3 separate regions of the Zea mays genome follow, and regions 1 and 3 are each linked to region 2. The links are chromatin contacts, called in public Hi-C maps. All regions are on one chromosome and are shown on one strand. Each heading gives the region's core, a stretch centred on a gene start, on an enhancer-like site or on the middle of the called end of the contact. The rest is flanking DNA. Distances are from core to core; before and after follow the strand shown.

The links. A called contact is a pair of places that touch in the nucleus more often than the background predicts.
Region 1: a contact with region 2 is called in a Hi-C map of ear, with 4 times the contacts expected there. The contact joins the promoter of LOC103628328 here to the promoter of LOC103628325 in region 2. A contact is called at or near these places in 6 of 25 Hi-C or Micro-C datasets (ear, endosperm, leaf and 1 more).
Region 3: a contact with region 2 is called in a Hi-C map of ear, with 4 times the contacts expected there. The contact joins the promoter of LOC100273974 here to the promoter of LOC103628325 in region 2. A contact is called at or near these places in 10 of 25 Hi-C or Micro-C datasets (bundle sheath, ear, endosperm and 3 more).

Annotation. Positions count from the first base shown.
Region 1 is chr5:88,208,943-88,212,265 of Zm-B73-REFERENCE-NAM-5.0, forward strand. It overlaps LOC103628328 (ALA-interacting subunit 3), which reads right to left and starts at 1,764. Exons shown (of 8, transcript XM_008648547.4): 1 at 1,229-1,764; 2 at 561-619; 3 at 392-466; 4 at 198-311; 5 at 1-24. The coding sequence starts at 1,313.
Region 2 is chr5:87,918,212-87,921,177 of Zm-B73-REFERENCE-NAM-5.0, forward strand. LOC103628325 (urease accessory protein D) reads right to left here and starts at 1,505. Exons shown (of 6, transcript XM_020538438.3): 1 at 1,246-1,505; 2 at 998-1,072. The coding sequence starts at 1,422.
Region 3 is chr5:87,584,639-87,587,898 of Zm-B73-REFERENCE-NAM-5.0, forward strand. LOC100273974 (Tubulin-specific chaperone E) reads left to right here and starts at 1,345. Exons shown (of 15, transcript NM_001360518.1): 1 at 1,345-1,668; 2 at 1,858-2,028; 3 at 2,198-2,244; 4 at 2,444-2,590; 5 at 2,685-2,759; 6 at 2,946-3,055; 7 at 3,136-3,260. The coding sequence starts at 1,359.

The sequences.
Region 1 (3,323 bases), core at 514-3,013, 290 kb after region 2:
CGGTTGTTTCATATCCTTTGTAATCTGAAGACCATGTGATCAAATATTTCAGCCAATTATTCATTTGATCTTATGCCAAGATGCATACTTGTAAAGTAACTGACATGTATACTGTCGCTAGTCAATGTTGTTTCTACTATAGTTTTTCCATTCCCAAAATTTCAGGTTAGAAGAATACATCTAGATAATTTCATTACCGTCAGATTTCTTGTGCAGGTTTTTGGTATACTATCATTCTGGATGTAAGCAAGCTTCTCAGTGACATTAGCAGGGATGCATGCGTCATCATACCGATCAACGATCTCGACAACCTGCAGTGGAGAAAACAATCAACATAAGCAAAACGACGTAGCTTATATTTCAAACCAAGCAGATAGAGTATTCGTCATACTTGATGTGAAGCTCGCAGCGAAACAATACCGATCGGGACAAAAATCACACCAACAAGAACAAATACTGAAATAACCTGTGTAACATAAGAAGTTAAGCGCACAACCATTTGTGGGGTTTGGTGTAGGGAAGCTGATAACAACAAGGGAAATCTGTACTATTGAGCTCACCCATTTTGGAGTAAGAATCGGCTTGCAAGCTGGAAGCTCCTGCTGCGTAAACTTGGAATCTGTTTGCACAGAAGGACAACGTTAGGAATCACTAAATTCCAGCGAAGCTAATGGGTTTTTGAAGGAAAACCAGCGAAGCTGATATGAATATATTATCTTTTCAAAAAATGAATTTATGAAAAGCAGGATTGTCACTTAAACAAATTGCAATGTTTTGTTGATCTCGTGAAACTCTCAGCTCCCAGTCGAAATAATTAAAATTTAGTCACTTGAAACGTTGTCTCCTTATAATTATCATTGTGTCTATGAATTGTGGGTCGATCTGTCTATGAAATGTAGGTCTGATGGTAATTTGTGAACGTGTTCAGTTGTAATGGCAAATATCATTCTCTTGCTCCCAGTCTTCCACCCATATTATCATCTAGTATTAACAAAGGCAAAACATGGACTCAAAAGTTTCTCTGCCATATCACGAGATTTCGGCACTTATTTGAAATCACACCTCACAAGGCTATAAAACTTTTATTCAAGCACAAAACTAACAAACAGCCAGCCTACAAATACCCAAAAGAAAAGGTTCTAAACCCCAAGGAAAACAGAAAGGAAAGTAGAGAGAATACCCTTGATGAAAGCCTAAAATAGAGATAATATCAGGAAGACGATCTCACACTTGGGCTTCCTGGAGTTCCTCCTGGGCTGCGCGGCGCCATCCCCGGATCCGACGGAACTCGACACAGCGGCGTGGCTATCCATTCCACCAGCCGCCAAGAAACGATCGCCTCTACCTACCTCTACCTGCCGCCCAAACGGACCTCGCCAAATCGCCGGCGGCCGGCAGCAAGAACCCAAGGAAGCACAACGAAAGGAACGGCGTCGCTGGCTCCGCTGCCTCGCGATTTGGTGGCGGGCGGAACGAAGGCGAGGTGGGGAAAGAAGTAGAAGTGTAGAACCCAGAAGGAGACGGGAAAAAGCTGCGTCCTTGCCGGTGTGCCCCTTCTGCGAAGGTTTGTGGAAGGAGGGGGGTGGTTTGACTATAGAAGAGGAGGAGAGAGGGGGAGGTGGGCGTGGTGGTGGACTGGTGGTGGTCGTGCTACCCGCGTTGAGGTTGAGCCGGCGGAGATGACCAACTGACCAAGGCAAGGGAGGACCGGAGGAGTCGAATTGTCCTGCTTTTTTTTTTCTCTCCTGTATGTGCGTACATTTTTTTTTCCTAACAAACCGCCTCTATGAATCTGCTAGTTACTCGTGCTGGTGCTAAACCCTATGATAACACTAATCATTCACATCAAAACAACTAAAAGACAATATGATTCTGTTTAGTTCGGCTGTGGATTCCTGAAAATTTGATTCTGTGATCTATGATAACGTTTTTGAAAAAAAAAATTACAGGTAGTTTCAATTTCAACACTACTTTAGCTAATAATATTTGAAAGTACATCATAACACTCATTTTGACAGTAGTAGTTAAGACTGCAGACCACCTTTGACATCTGAGTAATCACCTGAACCACATAGTAAAACTACAAACCACCTTTGACATCAAAACATGTGATCTAATCTTCATATCACAATGACCTAAAGTCCTAAACCTTACAATAGTAACACCACCACATCTCTAGTTATTAATCGTGCATTCTCTGGTTGACATTCGTACGAAGGATAATCCCTACCACCAAGTCAAATAATACAAGCAAGAATATGATATGAAATAATATTAATATAGGTTAGGCTTGCAAGTTAGGGTTTCACAGATTGATCATTGATGAAACTAAATGGCGACAAAATATTCTAAGCAAAAACATACAATAGCGTTTACATTGTCACAGTACCCACGAATGCATAAGGTCGATACTCATTACTCTCTTAGTTCCAAATTTTAAGTCATTCTAGTTTTCTCTAAGTAAAAGTCATCTCGCTTTGACAAAGTTAAGAGATAAATATGTTAATATTTACAAAATCAAATAAATGTACTAGTGATGCATATTTCAAGCTTTGACTTATTGAAACTACTTTGAGACTCTATATGTGGACCCATTCTTATATAAACTTGGTCATTCCTACACCCTCTAACATTTCTTCTTTAGATTTAAGTAAACCATAAGTAATATAGATACATAATTCTCCAAAGGAAACCTAACATAGTGATAATTGAAGGAAATATTTTGAACCTTGTATCTCATCGTTTAATGGAGATGACTCATTTTTTTCTAAAATTGTATGAAAACTTTTAACCATTAATGGCATTAGTATCCATGGACACCATAAGACTCGATGTAAAAATCATTGTCAAGCAAATTCTTGCGGCACCTTTGGTGAATCTAGCTTGCCACACTACTTAACTCGTGAACCATCGAGTGGGGAACTCACGGCAACGAGATGTAAGTTGCTAGCAAACAACCAGGGAATATATCTCGTGTTACTCTTGCTTCATTGGTTTGTATACTACTCACCCTTGCATTTGCATTCTTATTTTGTTAGTATGGTAGTTACTTGTAGTGGCTGGTAACTAGAACTTGTTAGTTTTAATTTTAGCTTTCACTAGTTTAGTTGCTCTCTTTATTAGCTGTTGCTAGTTGTATCTCTCTTGCTTAATTTGTAGCTTGTTTGCTTGTGTGATATAGATTAAAAACCAACCTACTGGACTTGTGAGGAGTATTGCATTGGGTGTATTAGAGATAGAGCAAATAGCTGCTAGTAGGAATTCAATTTTTACTAATCAAAATTTGTGATAGTGTTTGTAAGTTTGTGGAAATATTTTTATAG
Region 2 (2,966 bases), core at 255-2,754:
TGTTAAGCTTGCATGAGTACTTGCCGTCCAGAAAAAAAAATACAACGGATTTGAGTGAAACTAGCTTTTCAGTTGACATGGAGTAGACAAAATACATGAATGAAGGAAATCAGCATTTTCAGTTGACGCTTTCTATGAACTTGTCAATGCATGAAACCTAGGCATGGTAATAACTGAGCTGGATGATTTCTTGAAGCAGGAAACAGTGGAGTAGTGCCCCAAAGCTAGGACGAAGAGCAGAGCTAAGCAATCTTAGTAAGAGAAAGTAATCAGCGAGCTAATTCTTTGTTCGACTATAAAAGGTTCACAGTAGAAAGAAAAACCCCCTCCCCATATCCTCCACACACACACACACACACACAGTTTGAATTGTGTTCGGCCATTGGCAGAGATCCCAGATTTGGAGAATTAACTTGCCAGCCCTTGTGTTCCGCATACAACCACTAGTTTCTACCATGAGCAGACGAAGAAATTACCCAGGTACGGATGCCTCCCACAATCCGAGAATCAACAAATTCTACCCCGCATTTTTGGCAAAATCTTTCGTCTTCGTTTTCAGCTACGCTCGCTCGAGAGTTTCCACAAGCACAAATTCCGCTTTTTATGGGTCCAAAGATTCTTTCGCAAAACAATCCATCTTTTTCTGGTTTATCGGTTTTATAATGAAAAGTGGAGGGCCTTGTGACTTCGCCAACGACTTCCCCATTAGGTAGGATTTTTTTAGCCCAAGCCTTTATTTGTTGAGGGGAAACGAGTACCAAACTACTAGTCCAGCCTAAACAGTGCACGTAGAAGGCTCATAGGCTCCAGTTTATCATAATTCATACATTCCTACAGAGCTGGTAATTGGAATCCAGACATTCTCTGGTCAATGTTGTATACAGTACCATACAGCATACACGGGTAAGCATCATAACACCAAACGTAACAAGCCATGGTATAAGTATAGTATAGGCAGGACGCGCAGAGCCAGGCTTGAATCGAGCAATCAGCGTACCTTGGTCGAGGCCTGCGTGGTGATCGCCGCCGTACAGCCGTCGCCGACGCTGACCGTGCACGACACGGTGTCCCCCTGCAAGGGCGGGCGCAGGAGCAAGCGCGGCACCAGGACAGGAGACCGTCACGCTACAGCAAGCATCTCCGAACCGCGAGTGCCCAGCAACGGCGCAGCGGGCGAGAACGGAGAGAATGGGAAGTGGAGGGTTGTGTGCGGGGGGGGGGGGGGGGGGGGGTCCTCGGACTCACGGAGACGATGCCGCCGCCGTAGGTGAGGGCGTAGAGCCAGACGGCGTCACAGGAGGAGGGGCCCACCCTGGACGGGGCGATGAGCTTGAGCGGGTACCTGGCGAAGCAGCGGGTCAGCGCCGACCTCCCCCGCACCCTCTCCACCCGCACCGCCCCCATCGGCGTCGGCGTCGCCATCGCCGGCTGACCAGAACACCACCGCCACAGAGCGGTTCGATTGGACGGGCGATGGGGGCGGCGGGCGGGTCAACCAGATCGAGGCGCATCTGCCTCGTTCGGGGATTGACGCAGGCCCAGTCCACGCAGCACTTGCTCGGCCCACCGCGTCACGGTGCCGCCGGGAAGTATTTGATATTTGGGCCTGCTCATCTGCGGATTGCGAATGGCTTTGGGCCGCGAACGGACACGGGCTGTGTTTCCTATTGAAAAACCCTAATGAAGGGTTATATGGAAAGGCTATCACGTCTCTATATATATAAAACATGTACCCCTCATATAGAGTGGAGATGATAAAGAGGCCAAAGGCCCAAACCTACATCTTATGTCTCGTGTGTTTCTTTTGTTGTCGTGCTTATGAGAAGGTGTCTCTACTGCTGACGGGAGGGAAGGGAGTGGATCTGGTGGTCCGTGGTAACGTAGTTCTCAACATGTTATCAGTACGCTCTACCTTAACGTTACTGTAGGATTAGATCTGCATCAACTCTTCGTCACGTCGACAGGTCCCTCGGCCTTGCCGAACTGTCCTACGCGACAGGTTTCACTTCCGTTCTACATCAAGAAATACGGTATACAATTTCTTGATTGAATCCGTGATTTACTTTCCATTCTATTATTCACGGTGAAGAAAAAGCATGCCATCAGCGGCTCTGCTGGTTGCACGCCGCGCGAATCGCTATGATAGCACACTCCAGCGTGGACGCAGCCGATCCGCCCGACGCGACCCCTGCTTACGGGCTTTACGGCAGACTATCCGTCCTCCCGCGAGCCGATGGGCAAGGCATCTCGCCGTTCACTCTGGCCATAACGGCCTCTGGACCTTCCACTTTTTCAACTTGCAGCTCTTCTGAGATCCCCAGATCAGCCAGGCCATCGGTCGTCATGATCCCAACAATGACCTCATCGCCCGTCACTCTGGCTCGCCTGTCTTCCTGAACAACTGTTTCAAATGCGCTTGACGCGTGGCCTGGCAGCCAGCAGCTGCTGCGCGGAAAAACGGATCTAGTAGCTACTGCGTTCGTAGAGGCCTTCTCTTTCATGAGCGATCGAGTCAAACGGCCGTTGTGCGGTTAAAAAAAAGTGTGATAAGCAAAAGATGGACGAGCGGATGGGTAGCACTCCCTCTCCGCCACTCCGCATGGTCCAGCCATCATTTGCGGTCGAGTGAGTGGATAAAAAAAAGAAATGAAAATTTCTTAAGTGCGTAAAAAAATACGGATGCTAGCTTGTCAAAGGATGGATCTCGTTGATCCGGTTTTCTCGGGAGTGAGATTTTTTTTACAGTTTTCCTATAAATTTTTGCTGAATTAATAAACTTTGGTACAATATTAATATATGTGCATACTCTATATTATTTATTCAATTTAATTGCACATAGCAAATTGAATAAAGCATATTTTATGTTGTGATTTCTATTTAAATTAATTATTTCTTATCACAAATAATTAATTAGAAAAACATATGATTAAATATGGATAAACATATTTTACATCAGATGTGTTATG
Region 3 (3,260 bases), core at 95-2,594, 330 kb before region 2:
CTGGGGCGTTGCACTGGTGGCCTTCCTCTTCTGGCTTCGGGCCTCTCGAAGAGAAAGGGTCTCCTGGTTTGGGTCCAGTGGCTGCAGAGCAGCAATCCCTGTCACTGAAGCTTTCTTCGGTGGCATGACGAAGGTCAAATGCTTGCCGAAGGTGGTCGAAAGGATTCACCGGAGGTGGGCGCCAATGTTGGGGACTTGATCTCAAATGCTATGAGTTAAGAAAAAGGCAACACAAAGAATGTTAAACGTTAAAGTCCTTCGTCCTTCGAAGTATTATTTTCCTTGGGATATAATGATTTTCGGACGAAGGTTATGAAGGACTTACCTTCGTCAACAAGACATATAATAATGAAGAAAGAATCATATACAACATAAAAGGTGATATAAGCAGTCATGTATTATTATCAGCTCATTTCTATTTTATTACTATGGAAAAATAGAAATGATATTAAATTACAAGTGTACCTTCGGCTTAAAAGAAGGTAAAAGTACAAGCGTGACGCAAAAGCAAATGCAAAGTCAGCGTGAACAATACGGGAGCACTGTTCATCTATTTATAGGCACCAGACGCAGCCCATGTAAAATTACACCCATGCCCTTTACATTTGCTAATAACTCCATAGTAATCCATCGAGGTCTAAATAGCCTTTTCATCTTTAAGTCAGTTTCCTTTTCTGCTATCATGCCGAAGCTCCCCTGCGCATAGCTTCGGCTCTGCACCATCCTTCGTATTCCTTGTACTTCTTCATACTGTGGTTTTGATCCAAGTCCGAAGGTACCTGTTCATGTATTATACTCCAAAAACATTGTTAAATCATGTTTTTGAGGACCTTCGGAAGCCGAAGGCCCCCAACAAAAACATTTAGATAACAACCAAATCTAATCTACATCAAACCTAAACATAATAATTAATATTATAACTAAACAATTATCACTAGACACTATGTGTTTATTTTCATGTGTATTGTGCAATGTTCTTAATAGTTTTAATTCAACCATAGTATCAATTAAAAATTTATCTCTATTTTAGCTGCGACATTAATGGGTTCTTATTGGACTAGAGCATAATTAGCAATTTTCATCGTTAGAGGTCTTAATCTTGAGCAAAGTCTGAGCCCGCGTCATTAGTGTGGATTAGATATAATTTGATGATTACAAAATAAATTATTGTGATTTACTGTACATGTTCTATATAAGAAAGATTAGATATATTTTTAAGTTCGGTATTGTTTAGTTTCATCTACTATCAGTTTGGGCCGAACAAGCACAGCTGGGGCAAGCCCAATGGGCTTCCATCACTCATCACGCCTCTCACCAATCACGACCAGATGCCCAGTTGCCCACCACGGCGTCCAGTCATGTCCAGCACCACCGCCGCTGCTTTCCGCCTGGGCCAGCGCGTGCACGCCGCCGGCGACCCCCGCCGCCTAGGCACGGTGCGCTACCTGGGCCCCGTAGAGGGCCACGGCGGAGTCTGGGTCGGCGTCGACTGGGATGATGGCGCTGGCGGCCGGCACGATGGCTCGCTCGCCGGCCGCCGATACTTTGTTGCCGTGGGAGAGTGCTCGGCCACCTTCGCGCGCCCCACGGCGCTCAGCGGAGGGATCTCGCTCCCGGACGCGCTCCGCCTACGTTACCGCGTTCAGGACTTCACCAAGGAGGAACAGGGTTAGTGCAGTACTGCAGTGCGTGCCGACCGACGCCTCCTGAATTTGCTGCCTCCACAGTTCCTTTGATCCGGCAATGCTCACTTCCTTTTTCAGCTAAGGAGTAGAAATATTTGTGCAAACATCACCTCAATTTCTTGAATTCCCTCCGTAATAACCCTGACTGCATGCTTTGACGCACTGTGTTCAGATGAGATGTATGTCTTCTCGACAAGCCAGAAGCGGGTCTCGGTTGAATTTGTTGGCACAGACAAAGTTCAGGAGAAGCTCAACAACTTCAATGAGTTGGCCAGTGCATCCGTTTCTTACATGGGAGTGAGCTCAATTGGAGCGCCCAATGAACTAAACAGTTTGGTTCCAAGTAAATACTGTATCATCATCTTGTCCATTTACTGCTTGTTTTTATTGTAAATAAGCCATAATGCGTCTAGCAATTGGAGCAGGTCGTTCTGCTATCATTTATTTCTTCAGGGACTTATTAAAGCCTAGGTTTCCATTTGTTCTGACAGCTATTTTTTTGCATGTTCCAGATCTCAAACTTCTTGACTTAACTGGAAATCTGTTCTCACAGTGGCAAGTAAGAATTCCCACAGAATGGTTCTTGTTACTTCAATTGCTATACTTAGTCACTTACAATTGGTGTGACTTTATATAACATCAAAGCAACAAGAGAAAGTCTTGGTGGTACTACCAAATGTTTGCAGCATATCCCCTGTGCTTCTGTGTTTAACTGTTTATTCATTTGTTGTGTCTAAAACATTTTGGTTCCCACTCAGGATATATTCTCTCTTTGTCAAGCACTGGCATCCCTGGAAGTTCTTAATTTGACAAATAATACCATGGAGAATGATGTTGTAGAAACTCCAATGCTCGAGAATATCCGAATTCTTGTTCTCAATAACTGTGGTGTAACATGGGAACTGGTATACCCAATTGCTGTCAGACTGTCACTTTGAAGCTTTTGTTGTTAGTCATTGCCAATCACACTGTGAGCTCATTTTAAGTTTTTAAAAACAGGTTGAAAAGATTAAAGTTTCCTTTTCATGTATCAGTGAACTCCACCTGATGTCAAACAGGCTTAATATGATCATGGTTAGTGTTCCTTCTTATATGACAACTTCCATGTGCATCTGATGATAATAGAGAACACATCTAGGTGTTTTGGATTATTCTTTCCAATATTTCGAGTGGATGTTTTTCTTGCTTCAGCAAGGCATACACCAACGTTAAAAACTATGATTTTTTGTACATCTAACGGCATCTCGCTTTCGTATCTAGACCCTAGATGGAAAGTTCGTACAAGGTTTCAACACACTGCGGCTCCTAAATCTAGAAGATAATCATATTGATTCATGGGATGAAATTGTGAAACTTTCTTACTTAAGAAGGTAATAATGGAAATAGTAATGTTTTCACCCTTGATTTCGGTAGTGTGAATATTTATCATCTCTCTCCCTTGTTTCTCCAGTTTGGAACAACTCCATTTGAACAAAAACAGGTTAAAGCATGTGAAATATCCATCTAATCTTTCACCAGATGGACCTATTGATGATGCAGCTGCTGTGCCATTTGAAAATTTGCAAGTTCTTTTGT